2 separate regions of the Sus scrofa genome follow, and region 2 is linked to region 1. The links are chromatin contacts, called in public Hi-C maps. All regions are on one chromosome and are shown on one strand. The core of a region is the stretch at or near the end of the contact, and the rest is flanking DNA. Distances in the headings are between cores, read along the strand shown.

What was found. A called contact is a pair of places that touch in the nucleus more often than the background predicts.
Region 2: a contact with region 1 is called in a Hi-C map of liver, with 8 times the contacts expected there. The contact joins the promoter of SRSF10 here to the promoter of GALE in region 1. A contact is called at or near these places in 2 of 47 Hi-C or Micro-C datasets (liver and skeletal muscle) and 1 of 2 datasets of contacts at active chromatin or transcription factors (alveolar macrophages).

Annotation. Positions count from the first base shown.
Region 1 is chr6:81,608,619-81,612,867 of Sscrofa11.1, forward strand. GALE (UDP-glucose 4-epimerase) reads right to left here and starts at 1,917. Exons shown (of 11, transcript XM_003356202.4): 1 at 1,809-1,917; 2 at 18-221. The coding sequence starts at 138. It overlaps HMGCL (hydroxymethylglutaryl-CoA lyase, mitochondrial), which reads right to left. Exons shown (of 9, transcript XM_005656051.3): 9 at 2,898-3,566. The coding sequence ends at 3,465.
Region 2 is chr6:81,739,356-81,743,604 of Sscrofa11.1, forward strand. It overlaps SRSF10 (serine and arginine rich splicing factor 10), which reads right to left and starts at 2,092. Exons shown (of 6, transcript NM_001244368.1): 1 at 1,959-2,092; 2 at 427-531. The coding sequence starts at 2,023.

The DNA of each region.
Region 1 (4,249 bases), core at 667-3,166:
CCTCCCAGGCTGCTCACCACGAATGGCGTTATGGAAATTATCGATGACCACGGGCGAATAGCCTGCTTCCAGCAGCTCCAGCACAGTGTGACTGCCAATGTAGCCAGCCCCACCTGTTACCAGCACTTTCTCTGCCATCGTGCCTGGTGCAGGACAGAGACTACCCGCTCAGCGTCTTCTTCCAGTGAGAGTCTGGGGTTGGAGGGAGGCAGTGGTGTGTCCTAGGTAATAGGGTGGGTCCAGAGTCAGCCCTGGGCCAAGTCTGGATACCATCACTTTCTGGCCTTAGGCCTTAGAGACCAGTTCTCTCTTGGCCATGGTTTCCATTTCTATGAGATGGAGTTTATAAATGTACAGATATCTCGTGGTAGTGTGAGAGTTAGATGATTTTAAAAACCTGCCACATGGTGCAGGTGGGGAGGTTGATGCACAGGCGCCCTAATTCCTAATCTTAATTTGACCAGGGCTGGGAAGATAGAACCTGAGGCTCCACACTGCCTTCCCCAAGGTGTGTGGAGACCAGACAGTTCTGGACAGAAGGAAACAAGGCAGCAGCATTGGGACTCCAAGAACTCAGGAGGGGGATCTGTCTGTACAGACTCAGACCTTTCCAGTCCCTCTACCATCCCTAGGTATAAACTGGCTCCTTGGTTCAGTGACTAAAACGTCATGCTGTAAGTAGCTCCTGACTCTCTCCCACCGTCAACTGGGAGGAAGCAGGAAATACAGCAGTTGGCCTCAGGGTGAAGTCCTTGAGGCCAGCTCTGGGGGCTGTAGCCCTGCAGTCCTAGAGTGGGCCCCACCCCAGGTCAGCCAGGCTGGTTCAGCCTCTGCCCATGCCACTCTCGGCTTGAGGCTAAGGATACCGTCCAACTCTAGGCGGCACTGAGCGGGATGGTGTAGACGTGGCGTTCGCCCCAGATTCCACTGCCAGGTGTGCACCACCGCCCTGAACAAACTCTGCGGGCAGAGACGGTGGAGGAGGGGTGAAAGCCCAGACACTGAGGCCTTTCATCCGGGACAGGCTGGCCCGCAGCCGCCTTCCTCCAAGTTGCCTCAATCCTCTTCTGGGTTCACCCAGCTCCGACCCACTTTGCTGAACGCCCGCTGAGTGCCAGGCTCTGTACTGGGCACTTTTGCATTATTTTCCTGAATTCTCCCAATATCCTGATGAGGCAAGTGTTATTAGTGGCACTTTACAGAGACGGATACTAAAGTCAGAGAGGTGAAGTAATTTGCCTTAAGTCACACAGCTACCAACGCCGGCCCGGCCAGGATCTGGAACGCCAGGCTCAAAGCCCCGCCCCTCGCCCCCCGCCCTCACTGTTTCCCGCTGGACTCTGCTCCCAACTCTGAAGCTGCCCGCGCCCACACACCCCCCCCGCCCCGAGCTCCAAGCTCTACGCGGGGCCCAGGAAAGTGGTGGCAGAGGGGCCCTCGGAGGCAGGAAGGCTGGCGAGGCTGGCTTCCCTCCGACCAGCGGAGTGACCTCGGTCAGCTGTCGCCTCCTCAGTTTTCCCAGTCCGCAAAATGGAGGGGAGGGGTCGCAGGGCCGTGAGCGCTCGAGTGCAAGGAGCCTTGGCCTGGGATTCTGGTGGTGGCTCCGAGAGGGGACAAACTAGGTGCCCTCCGGCCGGGAATGAATGAACCCAGGCCTCCCTAGCCAAGGCAGCAGGAACTGGGACCAGCAGAGGCGGGCCTGCCCTGGCGGGGCTCTACCCAGAACGCGGTCTCTCTCTCTCGCTCGCTCCCCGCGGACCACCCGGCCCCTCGCAAACGCGCCCGGGTCCCCCATTCCCTTCCCGAACCTGCTCGGCTCCACGCGCCCCGCACTGCCTCCAACAGCGCCGCCTCCGGCGCCCGGCTCAAGGGTCCCTTTAAGAGTCGAAGGCCCCGCCTGGCCCCGCCCCCTCCCCGCCCCCAGGAAACGTGTCTGTCGGGAGACTGCAGTACGGGGCGCCGCGAGGACCTACGGCAATGCCGCTTCCAGACGCCTGCGCGGCGCCTCCCGCAGAGGGCGGCCCTGAGCCGTGCCGGAGCGGTGGGCAGAGGCAAGGCGCAGCTGGGACTTAAGATCTAGTGCCCGAGCCGCGGAGGTCCGCTTCCTGGCCGAGGCCCCAGGCCTCCGCGCCAAACACCGGCGCTGGTCCCAGCCCCTGAGAGCAGGCGCTGCGCCCCCGGAGATGGGGCTCGTTGGGGGCGCCCGGCACCTGTCCCCGCGGTAGGAGCCACAGCCGAGGCTGGGGCCGAAGACTGCTGCTCCACGCTCGCCCGCAGGTTTTCCACCCTTTTTATATCTTACAAACCTTTTCTTCACAGTAAGCCTGGCATGAAATAAGACGGCTGCCTGGAGGAGAGGCAGTCGTTCTGGAAAGTTTAGTTTGAAAACCCGCCTAAGGGCTGGCGGCAGCTCTGAAACTAAAACAGGAATTACAGCGCCGATTGCGCTCAGCCTTCACGTAAACCATGCCCCTCCACACACACCGCCTTAGGGAATGGTGTGCACCCTGCCTATCCTGGTAGGTTCTAAAACAGTGTTCTGCTTGAAGGGAGGGCTACGGGATGCTGTGTATAGAGGCATGACATAACGGGGGATGAAACCCGAGCAAAAGAATGTGCGTCCTACAGCCTGAACAGGCGGCAGGGCACCTTGTGCACCAGCCTGGTCACAGGCTAAAAAACCCAAAAACAGCCTCTCCCGGGTGCTCCGACCAGAGTTGAGTAAGTCTTAAGCCACTGATTTCCAGTCACTATGAATTCCCAAATTTTCAGGAGGAGAATGAGGGAGAAAACTCCGAGATAAATAGTCTGTGTTTCCCTCTCAGCGTGCAGTGCTGGAAGGATGCTTTATTCCCCCTCTCATACACACACACACACGTCTGCACAGGACACTGGCATGGTTATGGCATTAAACCTTTAATTACATAAGCTGTTTTCAAAAATCATGTTCAAAGTGGAGATTTTCCAGAGTTGCTGGAGTTGGCAGGTGGCTACCACTGCTCCCTCACACCTTCACCAAATGCCCTCTGCCAGCTGAGGAAAAAACTCCTCCATGCCCCTTTGCCCTATACAGAGAGCGATGGCCCCAAGGATATGGCAGCATTGTGCTGAGGAGAGTGGCTAACTGGCAGGTTTCACCCAGAGATGAGACTTAAGGATCAACCCAAGCCCAAGAATTGGGTTCCCAAATGCCCACAGGTATTCAGCTCCTGGACCTTTGGGTCCGTGTGGGAGGGAGACCTCCAGCTGCCCAAGCCTCTCATTCACACTCAGGTTGGACAGGGAGGGCCTGAGGCCAGGCAGCGCCCATCTGCCTCCTTTCCCCAGGAGAGACCACTGGGCAGAGCTGGCGGTGAGGTGCCTGCACCTGTTCATTTCATTCCCATTTCCATGTGCTCATCCGTGAATCATCCACATGTGTCCCTATTCCCATGCAATCCCCAAGGCTTCAGGGGGCAAGGGGCTCACAGTTTACAGGAAGCCTGAGCCACTCTGGAGCTGGTTTTTTTGTTCAGGGCTTGACAGATAAAGGCCCCAGCTTCCAAGAGCTTCTGGAGGTTCACACCCTTTGAGAAACAAATCAGAGGATGCAGTAAGTCACGACATGCCCACAACACCCAGGGAAAACATCTGATTGGACAGAAACTGTGATTCTGAAAAAGTAAAGGTGAAGACAACCAGGCTCTTGTGCCTCCGACGAGGGGACACCGGCTGCTGGGAGTCCCGCTGACTGCCCTCCATCTGTGACATGGTTTGTAGTGCTGCCACCAGGGAAACCATCTCATCAGTGTGGTTGGGCACAACACCGTCTAGCACAGGCCTGGCCCTCAGGGGTCAAACACTGCATCCTGAAGTAAGGATTGTGAGGCAGAGAAAAATAGGAGTAAAAACACCAACTGAAAGGGCCACACTGAAAACCTACGGTTATAATAGGAGCTCTTATTTACTGAGGTGTACTATGTGCTCCGCTCTGGGCTAAGCATTCTGCATTTTCTTGGTGCTATTTATTCCCATTTCTTAGGCCCAGAGAGGTGAGGAAATTTGTCCAGTCACAGACTGCGAGTGGCAGGACTAGGTTTTGTTTTATTTATTTATTTAGTCTTTTTAGGGCCGCACCCTTGGCATATGGAGGTTCCTAGGCTAGGGGTCTAATTGGAGCTGCAGCTGCCAGCCTATGCCACAGCCACAGCAACGCCAGATCCGAGCCGAGTCTGCGACCTACACCACAGCTCATGGCAACGCTGGATTC
Region 2 (4,249 bases), core at 842-3,341, 130 kb after region 1:
AACAACAGAGGACAGCAAATTAGGGGACAATATTAAAGAAGTTTACCTCATTGTTAAACAACTTGTTTTTGATCAAGTGACTCAAAACAAACAAGAATACCAAACTTTAATTGCTAAGCACAAGAACATATTAACTTTTGAGTTACATTAAAGGTGGCAGCAACCAGATTGTACTCAAATTTAACTCACATTATTATAATTACTGATTTGGGTTTCAACAGCATGAATGGGAATTTAAATATTTTACTATTTTTGGATTAACTTTAAGAAAAAGAACAATGTGAGTCAATTAATTAAAAAAAAAAAGACAAAACATTTATTAGCGGACAAAAAAAACACAACTACTTTTTAGATGTTACCTCTTACATAAACTTGAATTTCAAACTTCAACACCCCTCACTAATCAGCCATCTGAAGAAAGGATATTGAACATATGCAAATCCTCTTGGACGACGAGTGTAGAAATCAAGTGGAACATACACATCAACTATAGGACCATAACGACCAAATTCACGTCGCAAATCTTCAGACCTAAAACATCATGAAAAGACCCCAAATTTTTATGTTTACTACTTTTAAAGTTTATTTGTAAGAAATAGGTTTCTTTCTGAAATATTTCAGAAACAGGTTTCTTTCTGTAATTAAAGAGACTGTGCTATGTTCCTGGGTGACAAGAAATGGACAAGCTTTCTAAATTTCACTCAACATCAATAACCAACTGTAAGAATATACATGTCTTTTTGAAAAAGGAAAGCTAGAATCCAAGATTTTGGAAGGTAAAAATGCAGTTTATAATAAAACTTATTACTATTTCACATTAACAACAGGAAAAAAGACATTTAAAGAAACTTGATTCCAACTTAGCACTTGTTTTTATCCACAGCCTTCATTTTTCATAAAAGGCACAATAGCCTTAAGTTGTATTTAAGTACTGCTACTCTAGTATTCTGAAAATTACCAAGCACTTATTATTACCTCTAAGTTTTAGCCACAGTTGGGAGATATGGTTTGAGAAATAAGTCACAAGTATACATAATTCCTTAATAAATGTAAAAGTGACATAAAAGGGAAAGTTTCCTAGACGCAAATTACTATTGCTTACTTTCTTACTTAGAATTAGGACAGGAAAACATCACACAAGGCTACCAAAATTAATTTTTGTGTAAAATGATTATTTGTGATACAAAGTTTCATCTTGTAATAAGATCTCTTCCAAAAAATTCTGACGGCAACTCCAAGCAATTAAGGGAATTGGTGAGAACAAAGGAACGGACTGGATTAATCCAATTTAGCTATCAACGTTCTAATGGTAGAGGCTTCCTAAACTTCCCTTTTCAAAGGGTGACCACTATTTCCGGGAAATGGGAAGAACTAGTTTGTACTGTTTAACCGTTATTTTTTTTCTCTAATCTCAACATTCCCTTTCTCCGAACACCTCCAACGTTTAAAAAAAAAAACCACGCAAATGTAACACAACGGCAACCAAAAATAGCGTAGCAAGTGCTTCGCCACATTCCCCTCCCTCGATCCCGTTATTTCACCGCAAAGCAATTTTTAACTAAAAAAAATTTTCTGGGCCGAGGATGCCTGCACCTCAAAAAACGTGAACTTCAAATCAACGGGGAGCGGACGTTCGGCGCGGGCTGGACGCGTGGAGGGAAAACGAAGAGGAAGCTCCCCCTCCCCCGAACTGCGAAGGGGAGGGGACTGAAACCCCGCCACGCGGCCCGCGCTCTCGCGGCGGCCCCGGAGGACTAGCGGCGCCGCCCTCGCCCCAACGCGGCGGTTGAGCCGTCAGCGACAGCGCGGCCTAGTTCGGGCCCGAAAGCCGGCGCGGGACCCGCCATCTTCACCCCTTCCCCTCCCCCGGCCCAGCGCGCCGCCGCCGCCGCCGCACGGGTCCTCTCCGAGCCTGCGGCCTCCCCGCTAAGGCCCCGGGGTACCTCCCCTGTACCTACCTGGTATCGTCGGCCACGTTCCTCACGAACAGAGACGTATTGGGGGGACGCAGATACCGAGACATGACTGCGGCGTAAGTCTCAGCACGGACACTAACGGGCTCAGCAAACCGTCCGCAGCTCTGGCGGCGGATCCTCAGACACACACAGCCAGAGGGCTCCGCTACGGCAACCGCCCCTTCTCGCGAGACTTCACTCCCGCCTCCCCCTCCTACCTGCAACGGTTCTCTCCCGCGAGATCATCCGGCGTGCGCCTGCGCATGCGGACCGCTGGAGTACGTGCCGCAGCCTCGGTCTCATTCATTGGCCTCTCGAGCTTCCTCCTCTTCCCCCCCCGCAGCCCGCTCTTTCTTTAGTGCTTTATTTTCCCGCCCTTTTCTGCCTTGCACCTCTTTTCCCCCTCCTAACCCCCCAGGTCAGATGCTTTAAAGTACGCTAGACTGTATGGTTTTTACAAACTAGACGGAGTTTAAATATTATAATTCGGAAAGACTGCCTTACTTTTTTCTATCTGGCCCACGTTATATTAGATCGCTGACCGGCAAGAGAAGAATTTACAGCCTCTGGTGTTAGTGTGAAAAGGAAGGAGATGTGTGTCCTTGCAGAGAGATAGGCCTGTCTCTCCAGTGAGTCTTGTACGCGATGGGCTCACTCCCTGAGCGCCTTTGCCCAGGCTACTCCTCACGTACCCTTCTTGGTCATTTCCTCACCTATCCACGCTGTTTGCTCCTAATTAAAGGCCGTTCCCTACCAAAATGGGACGCAAACCTCACATCTTGGTCTCTGTTGTCATCTACAGTGTATTCCTTGCTAACAACTTCATGGGTATGCCTTGTTCGTGTATTGCAGTGTTTCTCCAATAATTTGTGGATCTCGGGGCAAAATGAAAACATTCAAAAATTAAGATCACAGTAGCAGAGCATTAAGTCTGAGAGCAGGGTCCTTTGCATTTGCACAGGTGGCACAGCCATGAAGCCTCCATGAATGTTAGCGATTATTATTATCACTCATAATGCCTTGAGAAACAATAGGAGAAAGTGAGGTACAAATACTTCACTCACTGGAGTTGCTTCCTGCCTCACACACCAAGTGCACCTTTGATTTTTTGTGCTTTAGGATCCCAGAGTCTTGAAAAAGATACTGCGAAAAGTAGAGAAAGTAAACACCTTTCATCTGGGGCCTGAGATGGGCAGTTTACCAAATTATAAATCTGCAGCAGGTGGTGGGAGGCGGCAGTGACAGGTGGACGAGGAGATACACCAAGGAATTTTGCAAGTACAACCCTTCCTCACAAAAAGTGCTACCATGTGTAGTCAAGAGCACCACAGAATACCAGAGTTGGTAATTTTTTTGAAAACCAAATATTAATCTCTGAGAACAGTCTGTTGGCACTGTGCCTCTTCTTGAAGAAATTATGTTTCATTGAGATTGATGTCAGAAAACAACTTTCCTTGGGTGCTGTTCTCAGAATTGCACAAATAAGACCCCAAGGTAAAGCGGAAAGTGAAGTCTATGGATTTCCTTGATCCCGAAACAGCTTCTTTCCTGATTTGTGGGCAATGGCAGACATATCATGTGTTGGAATTATCAGCCTGTCTCTGTAAGCAAAGCCAAATCCTTGAGTCAATTCATCAAGCTTAATTTTATGGCTACAACGGTTTCATTCCGACAATTGCCAAGGATGGGGCTGGGCACTATCTTTGTCTCCATAGGAAAATAATCATCTAGAAGCCTGCTCTTTAAATGTGTTTAATAAGACGTGCCTGGTATTTCCTAGACATCTTCTCACTCTGGTGAGCAGGCAACAAGCCAAGTTTCCCAGACAGAAGAGGACTCAGTGTTCCCTTTTAGATATTCCTTCCTTTTGGATCAGACACTTTGGGGCACACATGTAAACACATCAATTTACCTAAGTACAGGCTCTTCTTTGAACCACAGCCTCCCACTAGTTTGCTTTGTGGGTGGATTAACCACTAATGCATTTGTTCATATTATTCCTGAGATGATCTATTCTAATACATGGATTGCTACGTCGAATCTGCCTAAGGCAAAAAAAAAAATCACTTGTTATATCTTAGCCTCATTTTAATATCTTAAAATAACATTTTTCCTAGATGTAAATGCTCTGCATTTATTGTTAACATTTTGGAAATAAACCTACAAAAGCAACAAACATCCCCTGTGATCACACCATTCAGAACTCATTCCTTCGAGAACATTTCCACGTTTCTAAGCATTTCTGTAAGTGTTAAAATTGGGAGTCATACTAGCATATGACTTAGCATTTAGTT